Regions from separate parts of the Bombyx mori genome. Here region 2 is linked to region 1. A link is a contact called in public Hi-C data. All regions are on one chromosome and are shown on one strand. The core of a region is the stretch at or near the end of the contact, and the rest is flanking DNA. Distances in the headings are between cores, read along the strand shown.

Region 1 (6,588 bases), core at 2,952-5,451:
TGTCATCATACTTTAAGTTAAAACAAACAACGTCATTCACATGGAAATCAAAACAGCAGATAAAAACCACTAAAATGATGTAGTCCTTTTTTTCTATTCTCACATTATAATTACAATACGAATATCAGATTGGAATTAATAGCGCATAATTTGATATATTTTATACTTTTTCTACAACAATTTTACTAATTGTTAGTTTATATAGGTATAATAATTATATCAAAAGTTGGAGAATGTATAATTTTGTGTGCAGAATGGTGAGCAAAATCGTTGTTAATAAATACTGCATAATGTGTCAACACACATTCTCATATCTATGTTACCCTAGTAGATTTCATTCTTTGTGAAAACTTATGAAGCCTATTTATTTCTTCATCAGTTTTTTTTTTACTTTTCATGTAAATTGTCAAATAATAGTTAGTTTACCTAAAAGGAAAAAAATGGTACTAGCTTGAAAACAAAAATTAACACAAGATTTTCCTTTGTGATAAAATTCAGCATTCTCATGTGTTTTCACGTGTTCTGCAACCTGTGTCCATTAATTAGATTTAATGCATCCAAATTTTCTTTGGATTTAATACATTGTTATGGGCAAATAAATAATTATAATTTGATGAATCAGTCAACTATTGAAATTTAATAACTACACGCAAAAAACTTTATACCCTACTCCAAAAACCGGTTATATCAAAACAATCTCGTTGAGTGCATTTTATAATTCAGTTCTAGAAGTTTCCACGAGACGCAAAAACATGTTGAAGAATACATCGTTAACAGTTCACTCATAAAAGTATAATGATCTAAATTATTCAAAGCACTTTCTCACAAATTATGGAAACCTGTTACGAATTATATAGATATAATCTCATTCAATAAGGAAGAATTTTATTTACTACTTTTAATGTTTTTTTTCTTTCATATTCCTTATAAATTTGCCTTATGCCGTTTACCATTATTATTAAACTTCCTTTATTTATATCATCGACCCTGCGGACCGAATGGTAAACAGTCGACGTCGCCCTAAACACGTCATTACGGATCCTCCCGATCCATTAACGGTGCTTTTAGGTACCACAAGCACCGGTCACCATCCTCGTCGAACCCATCACTTGCGACGAAGGGCTCGACGAGAGAGTTACTATTACTAGAGTTATAGTGTTAGCAACCTCGTCAGGCTTGAGCCTGAAACCCGCAAAATTATAATTTGCGTAATTACTGGTGATAGAACCTCTTGTGCCTCCGCATGGGTAGGTACCACCACCCTGCCTATCTCTGCCGCGAAGCAGTAATGCGTTTCGGCTTGAAGGGTGGAGCAGTCATTGTAACTATACTGAGACCTTAGAACTCATATCTCAAGGTGGATGGTGGCATATTTACGTTGTAGATGTTTTGGGCCCCGGTAACCACTTAACACCAGATGGTCTGTGAGCTAGTCCACACATGTTAGCAATAAAAAAAAATGTATCTCAATCTCTAATTCCCATACTCGTACTAAAAGGAATCCTAGTTCGGGGCTAGACGTCCGTGTGTGAACTAAAAAAACAAAAACAATGCCGACTTTTAAAGTTTTGAATATCATTTTAATATTACAAATTTATAATTACAGAAAAGTGTTGCATATCATGTTCTTATTTCAAACGACAAAACTAGATTAGTAAATAACATCTATTACGCACACGTATAGTCTAAACAACAATTAATTAATAAACAAACCAATTAACTAACAATATACCTAGTCAGGTCATAAGTATTGTCACACAGTAAAAACTTTTCTTTTAGAATGCTGGCCACAAAAAAGTTTATTGAATTCGAATTTCGAATTGTTCATGAAAATAAAAATGTATACTTTTAGAATTTTACTCATTTTGAAATATGGAGTGGACGCTTAAATAAGACCTTGTTGCAGTTATTGTGTTGCATCGTTGCGGTTACGCGCCAATTCAAATTTTTAACATACTGAAAAATTTGAATATAACCAAAAGATTCGTTTATCGTACCATCAAACGATACAATGAAGACTCTAGTGTAGATGACAGGTCAAGAAGTGGTCGCCCTCGGTCTGTTAGGACTCCAGCAGTGATAAAAGCTATGAAGACGCGAATTCAAATAAATCCTAAACGTAAGCAGAAACTGTTGGCCCTTCAGATGGGGTTAAGCAGAACCACGGTGAAAAGGGTGTTAAATGAAGACTTAGGGCTTCGGGCATATCGAAGAAAAACAGGACATCGTTTGAATGCTCATCTAATGGACCTGAGACTGAAGAGATGCCGCGCTTTGTTGAAGCGGTACGCGGGAAAAAAATATATCGGGAAATTCTTTTTTCGGATGAAAAATTTTTTACCGTAGAAGAGAGCTGCAACAAACAAAATGATAAGGTGTACGCACACAGTAGTGAAGAAGCGAGCAACCGTATTCCGCGTGTCCAACGAGGTCATTTTCCATCCTCGCTCATGGTATGGTTGGGACTTTCTTATTGGGGCTTAACAGAGGTACATTTTTGTGAGAAAGGTGTAAAAACGAATGCAGTTGTGTATCAAAATACAGTCCTGACGAACCTTGTGGAACCTGTTTCTCATACCATGTTCAATAACAGGCACTGGGTATTCCAACAAGATTCGGCGCCAGCTCATAGAGCGAAGAGCACACAAGACTGGCTGGCGGCGCGTGAAATCGACTTCATCCGGCACGAAGACTGGCCCTCCTCCAGTCCAGATTTGAATCCGTTAGATTACAAGATATGGCAACACTTGGAGGAAAAGGCGTGCTCAAAGCCTCATCCCAATTTGGAGTCACTCAAGACATCCTTGATTAAGGCAGCCGCCAATATTGACATGGACCTCGTTCGTGCTCTGATAGACGACTGGCCGCGCAGATTGAAGGCCTGTATTCAAAATCACGGAGGTCATTTTGAATAAACTTTAGTATCATAAGAATCTATGTTTTATTAAGTTCATTTTGGTATATGAATGGTTACATAATGAATAAACTTGTTTCAATTATTTTACATTAAACATGTGACAGAATTTATGACCTGACTAGTTAGTATGGTTTAGCGATTCGTCGCAAAAAATATAAGATGTGATTAATGTGACATTGTGGCTCCTAAAATGGATTAACGCACATAAAAGTAGTCGTTTTATTTCAAAGCAGCTTCCAGGTCATTTATAATCCTGCTAAACCGATTTTTGGCTTATCAATTAGTGTCAATGTAATTGATTCGTTACAAAAATATCGATAGTACCGATCGGACCAGTATAACGGGTCCTTTAATTAATTAGTTGTGTGAGTCGTAGACATATTAGAATTTTGCTAGATTAGATTTGTTTCCTGACGCCTTTTTTATATCGAATTTGAAATGCCAAATAGAAACAGCCAGACATCTGTACACCGTTAGGTTTGGTTCACACGGTATTGTCCTACACGGTTATTTGCAGTATACGTCTTAACGAATGAATAGTGGCACATACATGATTGTACAACTTAGAACTACATATTCACATATCGTTTGTACTGCAAAAAATCGTACAATGCTTATGCGTTTAAACGAATACTCAACGGACTTGTCAAAATCCAATGAATTACCTATAACGTTGCTTTTTTTTTATTCCTACCTAAGCTGATATTCTTGAGAGGCTATTTCAGCGTAACCTTAACTAGTAGGTGAGACGGGGCTCAAACCTGACGACGTTGCTAACACTGGCCCTAGCAAGAGCCGTACTTCGCAGAATCTTCCACCGAATCGGAAACGCGACCCACTGAGAAGATCCGGCGAGAAAATCAGTGGGCTGTGTCTGAGGGTGCAACGTTGCAGTGGTGTACTCGTAGTATAGCGCTGTCTCGTTCACACGTTTCGTTTTTACACGAATGAAAATCTACCCGGGTGATTGTACGTTAAAATCTATACTAATATTATAAAGAGGAAAGATTTGTTTGTTTGTTTGTTTCGAATAGGCTCCGAAACTACTGGATCGATTTGAAAAATTATTTTTCCATTAGAAGCCGACATTGTCCCTGATGAACATAGGCTACTTTTTTTAAATTTTTTTTTTTTTGGTTTCATGTGTGTTTTAATGTTTCCGAAGCGAAGCGAGGGCGGGTCGCTAGTAACGAATATAAAGAAAACGTGCAGGACAATATCGTGTAAACCCAACCTTAGTTTCGTACCGTATCTCTGTGCAGTTAATACGCGATTGTTAAATCATTCTTGACCACGAAAATGCAACGTTTTTGCAACGACGGAAATTGTAAGATAATAGGTAACACCATACGAACGCGTTAATAAAACCGTAGAGTTTTTAGTTCGTTTCTTTTAATTATTTGATTTTATTACTGGTCATTATTACTTACCTTTTTTTAATAATTAAGGAAACACATCATCGAGACGTTCACAAAAAGTTTGTGAAATTCAAAAAAGACCTGAACCTATGAGAACTGTAATAAATGTGCTAATGTATCGAGGAATTTTGAAGCATGTCAGATTTTTTTTTTATTTTGCCTGATGGTTCTCCTAACACGTGTTCTTTGATAATTTTAATGGAAAGCACTAGCCACTTCCTAACTCTGAGAACTGTCAAACCTGATGCTAATGAAAACACTATCAAAGTCTAGCTTTTGGAACGAAGTTCCTTATGGGACTATGCGGAGGGTACCCTAACTGGGAAAAAACGTCCGTAACGTAAGACTTATATTAGTAACGCACACAGTGTACGACTTAACTTTGTAATAGCGTACAAAAAATAACATATTTTTTTATCATTCATTGACCACGATCTCAGAGCGTTCGTTTGCGCAATACACCAACTCTTATGCAAACAACCGTGAATGAAGTGTACCACAATAAGTTTACACGTTACTGAATGACCGTGGGTCGTTGCGAAACCTCCATTTTTAGTTTCTTTATACTTAGAATAGAACTTAAAATGAATATTTTTATATTAAGGAACTTCGTACCTATCCGGTGTCCCACGACATCACACATCTTTTTTAAGGACAGGACGTTGCGAGATAAGCTATCTATTTGTTGGACAATAGGCAGCTACTCTCTCTAAGAATTGTACCAACATAGTGAGAACGCAAACCAGCACTGAGTGACTGGTGAGCCTGCATGACTAAGAATGACCTTCCTATTTCGGTCTACTTGAAAAATAGTACAGAAATTGAACAGTACGACTGAGATTTCAGTCTCATATCCCCCGGTCACCGTTCTCGTGCGACGAGTAAATTAACTCACAGACACAGCCCACTGAGTTTCTCGCCGGATCTTCTCAGTGAGTGGCGTTACCGATCCGGTGGTAGATTCTGCGAAGCACTGCTCTTGCTAGGGCTAGTGTTAGCAACGTCGTCAGGTTTGAACCTCGTGAGCTCGCCTACTTGTTAGGGCTACGCTGACATAGCCTCTCAAGGCTCATGCTTAGGTAAAAAAAAACTCATATCTCACATTTGGTGGCGCCATCGACGTTGTGATATCCATAGGCTTCGGTAACCACATTTCAATAGGTGTGTCGTGAACAAGTTCATCCAGCGATATATTTTGACTGACTCGGTGGTGCAATAGTTCTGCGCATCTGACTGATGCGCCGAAGGTCGTGGGTTCGATTCCCACATCAAGCAAACTATCGTGTGACTACAATTTTGTTTGTTCTTTGTCTGGGCGTGTATTATCTATATGTGAATATATTTAAACGTAAATACGTATTTTTGTCAGTCTCTGGTAGCAATAACACAGGGAATATTAAATTGGGGTCGGATAATTGTGCGTGATTTGTTCCCAATTATTTATTTATTAATGTTATTTTATTTATTGTGATAAATAAATAAAACTTGAATGTGTCACGTAATCTTGCACAGAGTGCATTACGTTGTCAATACCTTCCTTTAAATATAATACAATGCGAAACTAACTCATCATACGTGAAGCAAAAACTTTGTACCCCTTTTTACGAAAATTGCGCGGACGGAGGAATATGAAATTTCCCACACTTATATAGAATATAGGGAAGGAGTGCAGAATGCTAATATTTTTTTTAAATATGCATTAAAAATACATTAAATCAATAAAGAAAACATTACACACACTACCATGTATTTGACACACACACACACATAGGTATACTCTTTGTTTATTGTCAATCTTTTGTTATTGCTTTAAGTCTGTGGTCAAATTGAGAATAGGTTAATAGATAAATATTAGTAATATTACGAGTATTTGTCTATAGTGTAGTCTTGGCAAAATCTGTGACTATTGAAATACAAATAGTCTTTGACAATAGAACCATAATAATGTCCAAACTTATAATTTTAATTAATTATAGTCGAATTTCGACAACTGCGGGAACACTAGTTCTTTTAAATTTGTTATTGGTTGAAATTTTCGTCTCTGCGATGTAGTTAATTGAATTTTTGTGTAATTCCTTCCACAGACGCGCGTCAATGATGTCTCCGCGGCAGCTGATGCGCAACTCAAACATGACGCAGAAGTGGCAGCGACGGGAGATCTCCAACTTCGAGTACCTTATGTTCCTGAATACCATTGCAGGTAAGTTCCAATATTACCATACGTGAGCATATTGTTGAGAGTTTAACTTCCTT
Region 2 (6,588 bases), core at 2,830-5,329, 70 kb before region 1:
TACTCCTGTCATTTTATAAAATATTTACACAAAGTTTTATGTCGTTTTTATTAGTTTTGAACATAAAATGCTTTAATTAATTCGATATTAATTCGTGAAATTTATGATATGATCCGGTAACATTGTCGCTATGTCATATATATGTCCCTAATCTAAATAAATAATTCACATAATATTAAAAGAGTAAATAGGGTGGAGCTTTTTTTTCCTACCTAAGCTGATGGTCTAGACTCTAGATTATAACTATCTCGCCAGTATGTCACAGGTATTAGTTTATTTATTGGAAAAAACCCATTCTTTTCACCTATCTATCTCACGTCTCACACGCCTAACAAGGCGTAAAAAAGGTATTTTGTTTATTAAAAAGCTTTAATACAAAATACATTTTTTCTATAATTCTGGCCATCCTCTAGAATTTCTTAAACATTGTGGCCCGCCATTAAAAATGTTTGCCCACCACTGGTCTAGAGAGACCATAATATCAGCGTCATCAGACTAGTAGGTAAGCTCACGGGGCTCAAACCTGACGACGTTGCTAACTCGAACCCTATCAAGCAAGGGCCGTGCTTCGCAGAATCTACCACCGGAGGAGAAGGATGGAACGTTAAATTATGTGTCATATCGTAGCGGTAATTGAGGCCGTCAGCGCAAAAGTGCCCTAACCCACATTGTTTCATAATCATGCTTACATGTATATTGCAATTTATTTAAAATATAATAAATTTTGATGCAAATCCGGCCTATCCATAGTTTCACCCATACATAACAGATGGCTTTGTAAACATTATTTTTGCGTGTATTGTTTGTTTTTTTTCCTACTCAAATTCTGATTCATGAAAACTTAAACCTCCATTGCTCCATAATAACTATGATCAGATTAGACCACTTTTGCACTGACGGCCTCAATTATCATATAAGAATTATAGCATCAATCTGACGACAAGTTCTAAACTAAAATATTAAAATTGATACCCAGCCGAGTAATAATAGCTCTAACGCTCCGTGTAAGATCTCCCTTTTGTTGCCTGGTGGTAGGACCTCTAGTGAGTCCGCACGGGTAGGTACCACCACCACGCTGCCTATTTCTGCCATAAAGCAGCAATGCGTTTCGGTTTGAAGGGTGGGGCAGCCGTTGTGACTACACTGAGACCTTAGAACACAGATAACACAGATGGGGTTTATCTGTGCCTTAGAACTTATATCTCAAGGTGGGTGACGCGTTTACGTCGTAGATGTCTATGGGTCCCAGTAACCACTTAACACCAGGTGGCCTGTGAGCTCGTCCATCCATCTAAGCAATAATAATAAAATAATAAAAATTAAATTTTTTTTGTCCTTCGCTTCAGGTACTGAAATATTGTGAGCATCTACACGGGAAATGGTACTTCAGCGAGATACGAGCTATTTTCTCGAGACGCTACCTTCTCCAGAATGTCGCCGTCGAGCTGTTCCTCGCCAGCAGAAGTGAGTAAAAATATCTCTAATCTGTTAAAATCTGCCTTGCGTCTTAAGAAATTTTGGTTTTCTGAGGCGAACTTATCTAAGTGACATAGTATCAAGATTAGTTAGTTGAACAAGTTCGTATGAAAGTTCTTATTAGTTTGGTTGTCCATCAGATCCAATAATCTTTGCATTAGACGTCTTCAGCTCTAGCACTAGCAGGAGCAGGCTTAGGGACCCCGGTAACCGTACTCGTCGAACTCGACAAAGAGTTCGACGTGCAACCTAACCCATGCATCAGCCCGCTGAGTTTCTCGCCGGATCTTCTCAGCGGGTCGCAATTCCATTCCGGTAGTAGATTCATTCGCGAAGCAGCTGCTCTTGAGTTGTTAGGTCTCCTTCGGAGGCGCTCGGGCAGTTGTTAGCAAATACCACCCCTCCTGGCTGAGCCTTTGCTCGCCCACCTGTCGTGGTGAAACTGGAAAGGCCTCCGGTCCACCAATAACCCTTCAATCCAAAAAAAAAAAGTTTGAGCGGCGCCGCGGGTGTCCAAAATTGGATTCATATCCGCTCAGTTGAACAAGTGCCACTATTTGTGAAAAGCTTCCGAATATCTTGAAAATTCCTGCCCAAGTCGCCCGCGCTGAAGTGGGCTTTGAAATACATCATAGTCAAAAAATGATTTAAACAAACAAAATCTTAAACAAAGAAAATTTTATTTTTCAGCTTCAATATTCTTCGCATTTCCCGACCAAGCGACAGTCAAGAAAGTAATCAAAGCGCTACCCCGAGTTGGTGTCGGCATCAAGTATGGCATCCCGCAGACCAGGTAAGTGCCCCTATATATATAAATCCAACATTATAGATTACCTACCTAGGATGCTTTGATAAGCAGATAATTGTTCATCTAGTTTTAATGTTACTTTACGAAAATGAAACTTGAAACGAGCGCCATCTATTGAAAATATTCCAAAAGCCTACGATTTAATACCAACGTCGATGTGCTGCCATCTAGTAAAAATAATGTGATATGTCTCCAAATAAACCAATGGGCTTAATTAATAGAAACTGTCGATAGATGGCGTTACTAATTACAATCTGAACTCGCGCTGCTATAATCAGAATTTTATCAGTACATAAACTGAGCCAACAATCATTGTCATATACAAGTTTGTATGATTTTCTTTTGGTCGTCACGCGAATATTTCAGTTTTTGTTTTCCTAAAATATGAAATTATCGGATCAGCCGTCGCCAAATGGTGCGCTAACCAAAATTCGATTTTTCATTTTGAATTTTTGTATTTCTGTTTTGATTTTAAGTAATTTTCTACAAAACTAGGAACAGAACTGGAGAGTTAAATAAAAGTAACAATTTAAAGAAACACTAAATTTATTTCAGTCATCACAGTTGAATCACCATACACAATAATTAATAGAGCCTTAAATATATTAACTATTATTGTTTCATTATACCTAATATAATATTTACACATACGTTATGGTAACATACAGTATATAAATCACATTTGAATTGCACGCTGCTTTTCCGAACCCTATTAAATAATTAAACATTACACGAAAACAATCAAATCCCTAAAATGTAAACATCTAAAAAGTACACAAGCAACTTTATTTTGTACCTAAAAATAATTAAATTAAATCATCACCTCCTTATTAACTAAAACTTTGAATAGGAATGTTTAAACTTTCTCGTTTAAATCTACAATTAAAAATATTTGAACCTATAATAATACTGATCACAAAATTCACGATTAATAATTAAAATTACACAAAAAAAAACTACTTAATAAATATAACAACAACTAGTACACATAATTAATGTTTTAAATTCATTGGTAACTTATTAATTAAACTAATAAAAAACATCTAATTCGCTGCAATAAAATCTCAAATTATCAGGAGACCATAATTTCGAAGAAGTTAAAATAATTTCAAAATATAACTTCGTAACGTTAAATTGTCACCGAAGTCCGAGTACCAGGAGACCATAAATGCAAAGAGCTCAATCACAATGAATGTCCGCCATAATTTCGAAAAAGTAATAAAAATTCAAATATAACTCGTAACGTTAAGTTATCACCGAAGTCCAAATACCAGGAGACCATAAATGCAAAGAGCTCAATCACAATGAGTGTCCGTTTTATTCGACTCTTCTGGCTTCCAAAGCTTAAAGTCTTCGCTCTTTTCTAAAGAAACAGCGGCTCCAGCGCTGTGTCTCCTCTGCACTGGCCTGCCCTCGATACTGCATCCCTTATCGCTCTTGTAGCCGGCTTCAAGATCTTTCTCATTTTTGTTATCATCGTCGAACTGCCTCATGATTTCCGTGAGAGTCTTCCCTTTAGTCTCCGGCAGAAACAGGAAGCAGTATGCCGCTCCTATCATTGCACAGAACCCGAACAAATACAAAGTCCCGTTGCTCGTGAGTAAGTTCTCCAATTTAGGATACGTTTTTATGTTGAAGAAAATGAGGACGTAAGCGCAGCACGAAGTCGCCCCGGACATGACTCCTCTGATATCCTGAGGGTACAGTTCTCCGGACATGATCCAGGGCAGTTGGAGGAAGCCGACCATGCTGAAGGAAACGTGTAATAGCACACAGCCGAGCTTCACTAGCGGAGGTCCATTGAGACTGTCGCACACCGCGGCCCCCAGCATGGCGATGCCCAGCAGCAGTCCTGATACTGCTGCCAGGGTCTTCCTTCTGAAGCTGTTAATAAGACAAGCGCCGACTGCTCCCATGAAGACTCTCACACCTCCCACTATGATGGAAGCCGTGAACTCGTTGACGCTAGTACCTACAGACTTGAAGAAATCCACAGCGTAATACAATATGATGTAAATCCCTGACATTTCTTGGAAGATGAAGAAAACTATTAATAATACGAAGGGCTTGAGGACGTTTTTCCGTTTGAAGAGTGCTAATTTCTGTTTGAAGTTCATCTGCTGTTCCTTGCGGTCTTTGGTGAACTCCATGAGTTCTTGTTGCGCCGTGCTGTTGTTCTGACGGAGCCAGAACATAGCGTTGTAAGCTTCTTTCATTTGTCCTTTAGAGGCGAGCCACAGAGGTGACTCTGGAACGAAGTACATCAAGAAGGGAGTCAGTAGAGACACTCCCGCACAAATAGCGGCCACTTTTCGCCAGTGAATGAAGGCTCCTAAGGAGTAGACGATGAATATCCCGGTGGAGACCAGGCCGGGCCCTAAAGCGCTGAGAACCCCTCTCTTTTCTGGAGTCGTGATCTCAGCCACGTAGATGTACGATACCGTTGACATTCCTGAAATTTGAAAGGAAATTATCTATTAGTTTCAAATAAAATGTGTAGTATCTTATATCTTTAAACGAGCAATTCTTGTATATAAATATATATATCTAAATCTCGGAAACGGCTCCAATGATTATCATAAAATTTAGTATACATGGGATTTCGGGGGCCATGAATCGATCTAGCTATGATTTATTTTCAGAAAATATTGTTTTATTCTTGTGTTCAATAATCAACTTTATCGATAATCAACTTAAACATAAACTTTTTTTTTATTGAATGAAAATAACAAATAATATAATATCAATATGTAATTCGTATTTAAATATAATTTCTAAAAAAACACAATATATCAAAAAAAAAAAAAACCATGCCAAGCAAAGCTCGGTCATCCTCTAATTAATTCAATGAAACAAAACACACCGATAGTGAATCCGGTGATGAATCGTCCTATGCAGAGGAAGACGTAGGTCTCTGAGAAGGCTATGACCAGCCAGCCTATGAGGTTCGGCAGCACGATCGACTGCAACAGCAGCCGCCGCCCCACTGCGTCCACCATCATGCCGCCCAGCAGCGCTCCAATGGGGTTGGAGATCACACCCAGACTTGCTGTTGACAAAACGTGCCTTTAGTAAAGCGCTTGGAGAGCCTGCTCAAAATGAACCAAGAGGTAGGACGCAAAAAGCACAACAAACAATAACTGTTAAGAGTGCTTAGAATAAATTACAGATAATCCTTCAGTTCATTTAACATTTAACTCTAACTACAAGGCCACTGAGTTTCTCGCGGGATCTTCTCAGTGGGTCGCGTTCCCGATCCGGTGGTAGATTCTGCGAAGCACTGCTCTTGCTAGGGTTCGTCTTAGCAACGGCGTCAGGTTTGAGCCTCGTGAGCTCACCTACTTGTTAGGTTACGCTGACGTAGCCTCTCAAGGCGATCAGCTTAGGTAGGAAAAAAAAGTGGGTTATGTCTGCAGGAGCAAAACTCAAAAAGAATACACCGGGCGTCTTAGACGATGATCAGAATTAAGTGGCATTCACGTTGTTATGTCTATGGACGCCAGTAACTGCTTAAAAAAAGGCCATGACGGTTTACCCACATTTGATAAAACAATAATGGTCTACTCAATAGATTTATGTATTCTATTTAGGATGAAGCTGAAATAGCCTCTCAAGGCTATTAGCAAGGGTTAAAATGAAACAACTAACTAAAAATACTTGCTTAGTGAGATGTAGTGAAAGATAAAAACATACTCGCAATTGAATAATTTAAAATTAAGTTACGAACTCTGAACCTGTAGTGGGAATCACGACTTCATATTAAACAGATGAGCTCCTATGCTCAACTCAATAAAGCAGCTAATTGGTTAGTAACGCTAGCAGATCAGTTGCAATTGAAAGATGACGGAACATTAGGTATAGAACATTGACAACACAACTGGAGGAACTGTGTCGTGATAACAATATTGTAACATTACCTACATCTGATATCATTGAGGCTGAATCAGTCAGTGATTAGGTACAATAAAAAGATTGCATTGTTTATAATTAAATAAAAATAAATAATTAACGTTTTACGAGTCTCGTGTTGTTTGCGATGTGTGTTTGTAAATATTCGCCGATAACGTCTCAGAACAAGACGCTCTATGACAAACTCGACTCGCATTTGCTACACGAGGAAGATTTAATGAACAAAACATAAAATTAATTCGTATAGGTATTGTGTGGACTTGAATTTCGTGAATCTTAACGGAAAATGCCACTTCTATATATATTTTTTATTGCTTAAATGAGTGGACGAGCTCACAGCCCATTTGGTGTTAAGTGGTTACTGGAGCCCATAGACATCCACAACGTAAATGCGC

Evidence for each region. A called contact is a pair of places that touch in the nucleus more often than the background predicts.
Region 2: a Hi-C map of middle silk gland shows a contact between it and region 1, with 2.2 times the contacts expected there. The contact joins two enhancer-like sites. A contact is called at or near these places in 3 of 7 Hi-C or Micro-C datasets (middle silk gland and whole pupa).

The regions. Positions count from the first base shown.
Region 1 is chr14:12,537,699-12,544,286 of ASM3026992v2, reverse strand. It overlaps LOC101744498 (neurobeachin), which reads left to right. Exons shown (of 53, transcript XM_062672222.1): 41 at 6,420-6,535. All of the region lies in intron 1 of LOC101744355 (facilitated trehalose transporter Tret1-2 homolog), which reads right to left. Among protein-coding and RNA genes, the nearest start is that of LOC101744355, 12 kb to the right of the region's middle. Within about 2 kb of position 4,201, at least 2 of the 8 cell types and tissues checked have open chromatin away from gene starts, as enhancers often do.
Region 2 is chr14:12,607,737-12,614,324 of ASM3026992v2, reverse strand. LOC101744498 (neurobeachin) reads left to right here. Exons shown (of 53, transcript XM_062672222.1): 39 at 1,347-1,464; 40 at 2,167-2,269. LOC101744355 (facilitated trehalose transporter Tret1-2 homolog) reads right to left here. Exons shown (of 5, transcript XM_021346404.3): 4 at 5,148-5,333; 5 at 2,813-4,736. The coding sequence ends at 3,580. Among protein-coding and RNA genes, the nearest start is that of LOC110384805, 37 kb to the left of the region's middle. Within about 2 kb of position 4,079, at least 8 of the 8 cell types and tissues checked have open chromatin away from gene starts, as enhancers often do.